Linked DNA regions of Lactuca sativa: region 2 is linked to region 1. A link is a contact called in public Hi-C data. All regions are on one chromosome and are shown on one strand. Each heading gives the region's core, a stretch centred on a gene start, on an enhancer-like site or on the middle of the called end of the contact. The rest is flanking DNA. Distances are from core to core; before and after follow the strand shown. Region 1 holds the start of LOC111906148 (subtilisin-like protease SBT2.6). Region 2 holds the start of LOC111906149.

What was found. Hi-C and Micro-C count contacts between places; a contact is called where the count stands out from the background.
Region 2: a Hi-C map of leaf shows a contact between it and region 1, with 5 times the contacts expected there. The contact joins the promoter of LOC111906149 here to the promoter of LOC111906148 in region 1. A contact is called at or near these places in 2 of 4 Hi-C or Micro-C datasets (both in leaf).

What each region holds. Positions count from the first base shown.
Region 1 is chr5:209,528,625-209,534,564 of Lsat_Salinas_v11, forward strand. It overlaps LOC111906148 (subtilisin-like protease SBT2.6), which reads right to left and starts at 3,284. Exons shown (of 11, transcript XM_023901882.3): 1 at 2,965-3,284; 2 at 2,690-2,749; 3 at 2,408-2,594; 4 at 2,121-2,265; 5 at 1,319-1,713; 6 at 497-592; 7 at 28-386. The coding sequence starts at 2,565.
Region 2 is chr5:209,844,608-209,850,547 of Lsat_Salinas_v11, forward strand. LOC111906149 reads left to right here and starts at 2,322. Exons shown (of 5, transcript XM_052771472.1): 1 at 2,322-3,010; 2 at 3,422-3,525; 3 at 3,658-3,834; 4 at 4,672-5,940. The coding sequence starts at 2,799.

The DNA of each region.
Region 1 (5,940 bases), core at 2,034-4,533:
AACATGATTAAGAATTATAAAACTTACGTGACAAACCAATTCCCGCTAAAATCTTTCCATTTCCAAGTGTCAAATGGTTTTTATATCTTCGATCATCAACAGCAGCAGCTACAGACATAATCCATGGACTATAAGACACCAAAGATTTTGCATACGGACCTCCATTTCCAGCCGCCTGAGCAACAAAAACTCCCGCCTTAACAGCCGCCAGCAGCGTCGCATCAAAGGGGTTCAAGAAGGTGGTTCTGGTGGTGGCCGGAGGACTATTGGGCCCCACTGAAAGATTCAAAATGTCAACACCATCATAAACCGCTTGATCAATTGCTGCAACAACATCGGCAACAAATCCTCCAAATAGCCTGTAAAGCGCCTTGTATACAGCAATTCTGTTTGTAGATATCATTTAAAATTTTAGTATTTTAATATTTTTAAATAAGTATAATTAATATGTGTGAAAAAAGTTTTATTATTTATTTAATTTGTTTATTATATTTACCTAGCTCGAGGAGCCATTCCACTTGCTTTTCCAAATTCGTATCCATGAACTCGAACTGGGATCCCGTTATTTCCCGCAGCTATTGCTGCAGTGTGACTGTGAATGATATTATTAGGATGAAAATTAAAAGAATTTCGAGGTTATTGTGAAATTAAATTGATATTTATGAATCTGATTTGTATATAAATATGAAGATCCCGATGAATTTGTGAAGAAGTTTAGCTAGGTTTGACCTTATAAGTCAAACAATGTCACTATCGGAACATTTTGACTTTTAAGGTCAAAATGATTCAAGGTATTGTTATAGATCACATCGGAGCTCATAAACCGTATTATTTATATATATAAGAAAAAATTACATAAGTCATAAGTTTGAACTGGAGTTCGGAGGAATCTAATAACTTATAAGTACTAGGTTTGACCTCAAAGTCAAACGTCACTTCTTTTGAAAAAAAAATTGAGCACATGAATTCGAAAGAAGTTTGAGAAATTCACAATAAGGTATCTTTAATTTTATCACAAGTTGCAAAGAGTTTCATATCAATGGACAATGATATACAGGAATAGACCCCACAGAAAATGGAAATTACAAGTTTTGACCTCCAAGTTACACTATTTTCCTAAGGGCAAATTTGTAAAAACTCAAGACCTAATGGAAAAACATCATTTCCGAGACTTTCTTTGTTAAGTCGTTTTTTCTGCTTTAAATAAAAAACAACCATATATAGCTTACCAGATTAAATCATATCCAGATAAAAATATTATCTCAATAATTAAAAAAGAAACTATAATTATTTGAGGTAATGAAATGACAATACTAACCTTCCATGTCCATCACCATCCAAAGGCGAAGCAAAATCAACCTCGGGATTAAAAGCACCGGCGGCAATGGCGGCTTTTGCGAAATGTTGGGCGCCAACGATTTTTCCGTTGCAAAAACTTTTCTTTGTGTCGGAATCAACTTCACATTTCCCTCTGAACTTCGGAATCGGACCATATGGTTCGGAATCAGGATTCCGGAAGCTTGGATGATGTGGGAAAACACCGGAATCAATGAATCCGATCACGATATCTTCACCGGCTCGATCAAATCCGCCCCCCATTGGCCAAACTCCGGTGGGTAGCCCGAGAAATTGCGGTGTGTGAGTCGTCAGTTTCTTCACTTTCCAATCCTTATCCACGGATTTTACACCAAGGGATCCCCTAAGTGTTTCTGCCTACTAATATGTTAAGATTGGTTTTTAACAAGGGTGTATGCAAGAAATAGCAATGTACTTTTATTTATTTGTTTTTTTTTTTTTTTTTTTTGTAGTTATAGGCTTATAGCATCCCACTTTCTTCTGCATTGTATTTTGAAAGATGTGTTAGCCATGTCACTTTTTTTTGTTAGAGTTAGTTATGTGAAAAGGGTATTTTAGTAATTTAACATTAGTTCAGCTATTTCTATGTTCCTGTAATCATGTATATATGTGGTTGATTAGCTTCATTTCTAGTAATTTACAATGTTGTTGTAACTTGTAATAGCAAAAAGGGACAAATTTTGGATGCTATAAATATAATAAACAAATAAATAAATGAAAATACGATACTATACAATTAAAAGTCAAAAAGTCCTGATTTTGACCTGTTCGGGAGATAAGTCAACAGCAAACCCATTGATAAGATGCTTGTAACTATACAGTTTCTTGTAAGTCCCTTCATCAAACAAAGTTTCAAGAAGAGAATCATGCTTCGATTCCAGGTGGAGGGAATACGATGAAACCAAATCACTAACAAAAAAAAAAAGATTCAAGTGTTAAAATAATCATAATTGCAACATTTTAAGTGAAAAATCTAGAATACGATAAAGTTTTGGGATTTTTTAATGTGAAGGAATTGGAAATTTTGAAAAATAATTTCAAGAACACGAACCTAGTGACATCAAGTGTCTCATCGGCTTCAACAGCAGTGGCTTCGAAACCACTAACGCCACCAGTGTAACTTATAACAGGCTCTCCTTCAATTGTTACGATATAAATCTCTGATTCCCCAATAATAAAAAGACTAAATAAAATTATAATTGTAAACATATCTTCAGTTATCAATTATCATCAACCTCCTACAATGATACATCATTTATTAGAAAAAAAAAAAGATTAGAAAGTAATAAAATTTATCAAGAACAAGAGAAAGAAGGAGATTTCGAGTGTTTACCAGTTTGATTCAATCTGAAACGGATTCTTTCATTTGCATCTGATAACCCATGTGATCAACCTGCATATTATATTCACACATTTACAAACACAGATACATATATGTGTATATTTATATATATAAATAAATACTATATATATGTACGTATTGATGACGACGATAAGAATCAAAAAAAGATTATTGTGAACTTCACTTTTTCACTTAATTAATAAAACCCAGTAGAGATAAAATCATTTAAATCAAACCCAAATGAAAAAGATAAGAACTTTACTCACATTGATCCAAGAAAAGAATCAAATCAGATAAAACACCATCTTCACTAATCCACCATAGATGACAACATAGCAAAGAGATTTGATTCCCAAAGTCAACAACAGTGAAAGAAAGAGCTACATTACTCTATAAGGGAGACCTATGTTTAAATTATAGTAAAGCTTGATCAAGAAAGTGGCTAATTTAGCAAATGGGGATATATTTAAAGGGAAGAGTAAAGGAAGGACAGTGAGGGAGAGAGAGAATTAGTTAGGGTTCTTCACTTTTTGGGAACGCATACAAGAGGGCAAAGATGGTGGAGTGTTGATTGAATTAAATTCATAAATCAGAGAATTTATATATAAATAAATTTCGGATATGATATCAAAAGTAAACTTTGGATGCTATATTTTATTTCTTTTATTAAAGGTTTATATTTATATTTTATCACATGATGAAATTTTGCTACTTGTTTTGTGCTCAAGTATTTTGAGTTGGTTAGTGGGCAAAAGAGAAAGAACACAAAAAGAGATAAATTGTTGAATTATTCGAGTGTGTGATGTCGGACACCATTTTCTTGGTATCCGGAAGTCTTGACTCACATGCACTTTATTTTCCTATGTTTTCTTAGATTTTCTTCATCGACATGTATTCTAGAAAACAAAATCCATAAACCAAATTCTACATGTTAAAGACATCCGCATACACACACACACACACATATATATATATATATATATATATATATATATATATATATATATATATATATATATATATATATATATATATATATATATACATTACAGCCCTACCTAAGCTTAGCTATTAAACCTCTAAATATGTCGTTTTAACTTAGTAATGTAACCGGTTCGGATTTCACTTAGTAAATATACCATCCTCATAGCATTTCTTTCTTCCATTATCGTTTAATAATTCATGTTTTATTTCCTTCATTATCGTTTATCACTTCACCCCAGTCAACATTGGTGTTTCCCATCATCACGAAGGTCAAAGATAATTAATATTTTTGCTTTGTTATCAAAATTATTGTATCAATTCTGAATTTACAGCTCAAGTAGTAATTGTGATCCCAAATCGCAATCTTTAGCTAAGAAAATAATGTAGTTTCATGAGATTTAGTACCTAAGCTTAGGCGGGGCTTAAATGTATATTCACTTTTCCAATATATATATATATATATATATATATATATATATATATATATATATATATATATATATATATATATATATGTGTGTGTGTGTGTGTGTGTGTGTGTGTGTGTGTGTGTTCAAATGAGAACATTTTTTAGATGGAAAACATTTGAGAACAATTTTATAATTAAAAAAAAAACATATCTCACCCACCCCTACCCCACCATTCTATCTAGACGTATCGTTTCTCACCAGACCACCATTGAGGCCACCAGACAACCATTGAGGTCACCGGACCTCTGCCAAACCAGTCGATTTCCGATTTCACCCACCGACGTCGAGCTCATAATTAACTATCTATTCCATAACCCCCAATCGACATCGGAGTTGATCTCTACAGACACGATCGATGGGAGTTTTCGGTTAGGGTTCCTTCAAGTCTATACACCTGTGTTTTTCAACCTAAATAGACTCGATTTTATCATGAAATTAAGCTTATGATGAACGACAAATCAAGTGTCTGATACTTAATCTCACATCATAAGAGACATTCTATCTGAATCGCAATTCGATTTAGGTATTTTACAAGAATATGCAGTCTCTGTCTTCTCCTTTTCCTTTTATTCCACTTTAGACCTTGGTACCCTTCAATAACTCAATATATTATCTGCACATAATACATCAGAATGGATTTGTGAACTCTTCGGCTAGTAAAGTTGATATTTGTAGAGTTTATCAATGTTGCTGGTGGTTACTCTTATCTCTATAATTACACACACACAATCACAATAGCTAGTAAAGTTGATATTTGTATAGATTTTTTATGAACACCAAGTGTTCGATGAAATGCCTCAATGAAAAAGTAGCATTTTACATGTCATTCACATGTAAATCACATGTGATTTACACGCAAATCATATGTGATTCACATGTAAATCACATATGATTCACATATTAACGGGATAATGACTTAAAAGGGTAATATATTTTTTGATTTGTACACATTTAGTCACTGACTTTTTTTCGTCCATATTTACCCCTTCAACTTATTAAACTGTACACATTCAGTCCTTATGACCGGTTACTCTAGGTTAGCCGGGAAAATGACTTAATAGGGTAATATATTTTTCATTTTGTACACATTTAGTCCTTAATATTTTTTTTACACATTTAGTCCTTAATATTTTTTTTTTCAAAATAAGGCATTTTTGTTTTTGTACTCAGTAGTTATGAATTATTTCTTTAGTTTTTTCTCACGATATCTTACGTGAGACAATCATTGATGAAGTGTGTGCGACTGTTGATGTTTATGTGTAACGTCTCATTTTTACAACAAAAAATTTTCATTTTTAAATAAGGCAAAACTCCCTACTTATAAATTCATTATTAAGAAAAAACATTTATTCCAAAATTTATCGAAAATCAGAGTAATATAAGAAACACGAAATCCTCAATACTGTTGATAAGTGTGTACAGTCATTCCTTCGCCTTCCCACGATCAACGATAGAACCTGAAAACATAAACAATTGCGTAAGCATAAAGTTTAGTAAATTTCCCCCAAAATACCCGATATAACAAACGTATTATCATGCATAACGAACCCACACTCATCATATTGGAATATCTTGGCTCAATCAGTCATCCGACTGGAATGCCAACACACAACATGTCCAATCAGTCATCGGATTGGAATACCCAGCGTTTGTCAGCATGTCGCCTTAACCCAACTGCTCTTCTCGAGCCTCCCGTGCGTGCAGCTTACAGCCGATCAACACCAGATATCTTGGCCTACAACATATAGCAGGACCACCTCAACCTATCTCACCACCATTTGGCTATCC
Region 2 (5,940 bases), core at 1,072-3,571, 320 kb after region 1:
ACTTTGTTCTATGTTATTAACGGTTTCTTCAATAGAATTTATTTGATTATCATCATTATCTTGTTCATTGTTGATATTTTTACCAGGAATATATTTTTTAGATAGTATGCCTGAAAATTTACTCATATTTAATTAATTTTGTTTTAAAATTCTATAAGAAAACTTACTTGTTTTAATAATGGTGAGCAGAGGGGAATCGTCCCGACGATGATTGTGGTCCGGCACCGCGACTTACGTCCTTATCTGCGCGCTTTACGCTAATCCAACCAATCACTGGTCTTGTCTCTGAATCATGCTTATTAAAACTTATAAATTTCTTATAGGATACTAAACCAAAATTAAATAAATTTGAAGTAAATATATCATCCATGGTAAATCTCCAAAATATATATATATATATATATATATATATATATATATATATATATATATATATTACACTAAATATTAATATTAAAAAAAATAGGTAGGTCCTAGTACCTACCAACCTTCAACTTACCTATGCCCTTGTGGATATTAGAGCATGGGGAGAGCCCATGACAATCCAGACAAAGACCATGGGGAAGCCTTTGGCAACTATATGTATGTTGTATGTTATTACGTGGTTGTATATTATGTGATATTTTTGGGGAACTCACTAAGCTTTGTGCTTATGGTTTTCAGTTTATGTTTCAGGTACTTCAGTTTTCAAATGGAAGGGCTCGGGATGATAGCAGAGCACACACCACATGTTTCCGCATTTTGTGAATTACTCTAATTTGATGATGTTTTGCTAAAACTTGTTTACCTTGATTTTATAAGAAATATACGTATTAACGATTTATTAATCTAACAACAAAAAATTTTATCTGATGATTTTTGGAACGGTACAAAAAATGATACACTTAAGTTTAATAAAAGTAAAAAATGAAAAAAATTAGATAATGTGATTAAAAATTATGTAATTAACACAAAAATATATGTTTATAAACTTTGTCTACCGGCCTTTTGAGACTGGTTTAAGACCGATCTTGCCTCGTAGCCCGAACGATCGAGTCGTTTTTGGAAGCAGTCTTGGAATGGTCATTTTTTTTTCCGTATCAGTCACAGATAGTCTTAAACCGTTCTTTTTCGATTCAATCTCATTAGTTCAATCTCATTTTTCTTTCGGATCCGGTCCAAAACAGGTGGAAGCACTATCGGTTCGGTTTTTTTGGGAGGGAGAAGCTTGATCTATTTATTTGTTTTTTGGCGGTCTTCGTCAACAAGCTCCAGTACTCTGTGGCTTTGTGCTAGGGGTGAGCATGGTGCGGTTCGGTGCGGTTTTTGGTTAAAACCGAACCGAAAACCGCAACTTCGGTTTTTTGAAATTTAGAAACCGCACCGTTCGGTTTTATGCGGTTCGGTTTTTACGGTTTTTTATTACGGTTTTTTGCGGTTCGGTTTTTTTGCGTTTTTTTTTTGTTTTTTTTTGTTTTTTTTGTTTTTTTGTTTTTTTTTTGTTTTTTTTTTTTTCCGTTTTGTCATTTTACTAAAACTCAAGTAACTCAGCGAGTTACTTTGACTCAGATGAAAAGTGCTAATTTTTTATTAGATATAAACCGATACCACCACCTCTTGGTTCGAAATCAAATTACATAACCACTCATTCAACATGTTTCTAATGCTTCAATATAATACGAATTTAATATAATATTTGTTTACAAGTACATAGGATAATATCAATTAATATATTCTTAAAAATATACTATATCACTAGTATTATTCATATTTAAATATTAAAAAAAATGTCATAAACATTATTTGTTATTGTAAATACCACTAAATGTATGCTTAAAAATATAAAGTTATCCTCCGATAGATAAGATAGATATTTACATTTATAGAAATTTTAATTGTCATAAGTTCTTGGTTATTATAAATATCAACACTTAATATATATATATATATATATATATATATATATATATATATATATATATATATATATATATATATATATATATATATATATATATATATATATATATATATAGTGCGGTTCGGTTTTTTGCGGTTTTTGCGAGACTAGAAACCGCACCGCACCGACTATTTTCGGTTTTTGCAAAACTAAAAAACGCACCATCGGTTTTCATTTCGGTTTCGGTTTTTCGGTTTCGGTTTATGTGGTTTGTTCGGTTTTTTTGGTTTGCAATTCGGTTTTTGCTCACCCTTACTTTGTGCAATTCTAAATATTTCTCTAGGAATATCCCTATTAATAAAATCAAATAGAACGTAATAAAAAAGGTAACATGATGTCATGATCCATAAGAAAAGTTAATAAGGCCGAGTTCCAATCCTCTTAACATTTTTAATTATGGCATCGGAGCGTATCAAGAGTTGTAAAATGATTAGAATATCCGAATCATTCCGCGAGGCTCCATCTCACCACTTTCATCTTCTCGGATGTTCTTGCAGTCAATATCAAAATTAAGAATTTTATGATTTTCTTCGTGAAAATCCGTCATCATTTTGTGTATAACTCTGTCTTCTTGAATTTTCATCTCACATTTACAACATCTTTTTATTATTCATCGCGCAATCCTCACAAACCCTAACAATCGACAACGTTTACCTAAGTCTTTCTTTCTGAATTCTGGAGTTCGAAAAAAATCTCTTTTTCAATTCACATATCCCATGATTTATTCATCATTAGAAAGTTTCCTTTGGTGATCGTATATAACGGTTATATGGTGTTCCAATCTGTCAAACATTGTGATATAGTTTATCCAATTGCGATTTCGAGGGTTTTGTGAATTTTTTTGGGGGCATATTAAATTATGTCACCTGCGGCTCCAATCGAGCCGACGAAGAAGACATTGCCGGAATCGTCGTCGTCGGGAGACTTATCACCGGAGAGAACCGGTTTGGAGAATCATCGCCGTTTTGGAGACCTAAGAGGGGTTCAATGGCGTATAGATTTGGGGATTTTACCTCCTTCTTCCTCTTCCGTTGATGAGTTTCGTCGTGTAATCGCCAATTCCCGTAGAAGGTATCTGTCCTCTCCATACCTCTATATAGACATTTAAGGTGTTGAATCGCATGTTTAATTGATGATTCACGTGTTAATTTTTCCAACTGAGGCTTCTGGTTTATATGAACATCTGATCAAATATAGCATCTTTGCTGTTATTCCTGATATTTTATCACGTCCAACATACATCTGGCTTTAACTTGTTAAACTCTACTGTTATTTCATGATTTCTGTAAGGCGTGCTTTTTATTCTTGTAGGATTTTACTGTTTGATAGGGTTTAAGGCAATCTTGTATTACCTTCATATTGTTAAGCTTGAAGTTCTTTTACATCTCCCACATCTTTCTCTGTTTCAAAGATTTCTAGAACTAACATGGGATCTATATTTGCATCTGAGAAGAAGTTAAATGTTGTATTTCCATTTTCCAGATATGCAGCTTTAAGGAGGAGGCTTCTTATCAATCCTCATATTTCCAAAGATGAAAGCAATTTTCGTGATCATGTTATGGACAATCCTCTTTCACAAAACCCTGGTACATTTATTACCTTTTACATAGCATTGATATTGTTTTGAGGTGACATGATTCTATTTTTACATTTACAAAGAATGCATACCATGAAATCTTTGATTGTTTCATGTCAATAGCTCAATGATATTAATGCAGATAGCATGTGGGGTCGCTTTTTTCATAAAGCTGAATTAGAGAAAATGGTTGACCAGGATTTATCAAGGTTGTATCCTGAACATGGTAGCTACTTTCAGACACCTGGTTGCCAAGGTGTATTGAGAAGGATTTTGTTGCTTTGGTGTATTAGACATCCAAACTATGGCTACAGACAAGGTAATATACTAATATACTGTTTTATAATGCTTAAATTCATATTACACTTCAACGACATAAATTTAAAAATGTCAAAGTTAGTTTTCCACTATTTTAAGTCTCTTTGTTGTTTTGTAAACAATGCTACAAAAAGGCAAAAACACACAAAGTTCTTGTTTCAAGGTCTGGTGTTTTGTGTTTATGTATTCTTTTTTAAGCATATAACAAAAAAAAAAGCCATTGCCTTTTTTGCCATTTACTTGAAAAAGCCACATTAACTTTTTTCTTTTTGCATGGAAGCCTTTTTCATTTTCATTTTTTTTTTCAAAAGAGCCACCGGTTAGTGCTGATGTGGCATTTTCCAAACACAAATTACCTTTAAAACCATTACTTTTTAATGCCACATCACAATATTTCCCCAAAAGGGGCATCAAATTCAGATAAATGGCTAAAAAACAATGACTTTTTTTGTAAATATGCCTTCTTTGTGGTGTTTAAAGCCTATGTTTAGCGCGTCACAGCTAGCTGATATGCTAGCTTATTTTCGAGCTTTTTTAAGTTGTCAAGCCAAAAAGTAACTTAAAAGCTAGCTTTTCAGGAACTTTTTAATTTTTTTTTCCAAATATACCCTTAATTAATTATAAACATCATATTTTTCTAAATGACCTTTTATGTCAATTTTATATCTTTCAGCTAGTTTTTACCAAATGTCATTTTTTATCAGTTAGCTTATAAGCTAGCAGCTAGCTCTTCAGCTAACAGGTAGCTTTTCAGCTAGTACGCTAAACATAACCTAAATACATACTACACTTGAATACCATAATTTTATAGAGACTAAAATTTTTTTTTTTTTTTAAGGAATGCATGAACTTCTTGCTCCATTATTATACGTCCTTCAAGCCGATTTATCGCGTCTTTCACAAGTCCGAAAACAATACCAAGATTACTTCACTGACAATTTCGACGGCTTATCATTCACCGAATCCGATTTCGAAAAAACCGATGACATCACAACCCAAAACAACCAATCAAAACTCAACAACTTCCATTCCCTCGACCCCAAAATCCAAACAATCATCTCATTTAGCGACGCATACGGAGCCGAGGGCGAATTAGGAATTATCCTCTCCGAAAAATTCATCGAACACGACGCCTACTCTATCTTCGACGCTTTAATGAACGGTGACAAAGGCGCAGTTGCCATGGCAAACTTTTTTTCCCATTCTCAGACAGGAATACCCCCCGTGATTGAAGCCTCATCGCAATTATACCATTTGTTATCAATCGTTGATTTGTCTCTATACACTCATTTAGTCGAGCTAGGAGTTGAACCGCAGTACTTCGCGCTTCGATGGCTACGTGTTCTTTTCGGACGCGAGTTTGCCCTCGAGGACCTTTTGGTCATTTGGGACGAAATTTTCTCCCTCGACAACGCTCGGTTAACTCCCTCGTCGGAATCGGAATCGGAATTGAATTCCGGGGTTTTGAAATCGACACGCGGCGCGTTCATTTCCGCGCTTGCGGTTTCGATGATTCTTTATTTGCGGTCGTCGCTTCTCGCGACGGAAAACGCGACTTCGTGTTTGCAACGACTGTTGAACTTTCCGGAAGATGTTAATGTTGGGAAGCTTGTGAAAAAAGCTAAATCTTTAATGAATGTCGCGATCGATGCGATTAATTCGGTTCATGGAGGTGGGGCCCGGTTTAAGAGGAGTAAGTCGAGGAGTCACAGTCTCCCGTCTGACCCCGGGGCTGCCCCTCCGGGCAGCCCCGGGGTGCCCGAGAGTTATTGGGAGGAGAAATGGAGAGTTTTGTTGAAAGAAGAAGAAGAACAAAAACAAGCGAATTTACATAAACATGTGAGAAACCGGATTAAAGGGTGGTCAGAGAGAGTCAAGATGCGGTTATCAAGAACCGAATCCGCGAGACTTCTTTCCAAAGTGAGTCAAATCAAAACGGGCCCCACTCAGTCACAGCCACAGTTACAGTCGCCTGTTACAGTTACAAAAGCCATGGCTATGGATGAAAGTCATGAAGCCGCCTCGGTTTTTTCCGATGCGGTTTCTCATATTGACATGGAAGTAAGCAGTGTGGCGTCGAATTCTTCGGTTAATGAAGTGGCTTCAC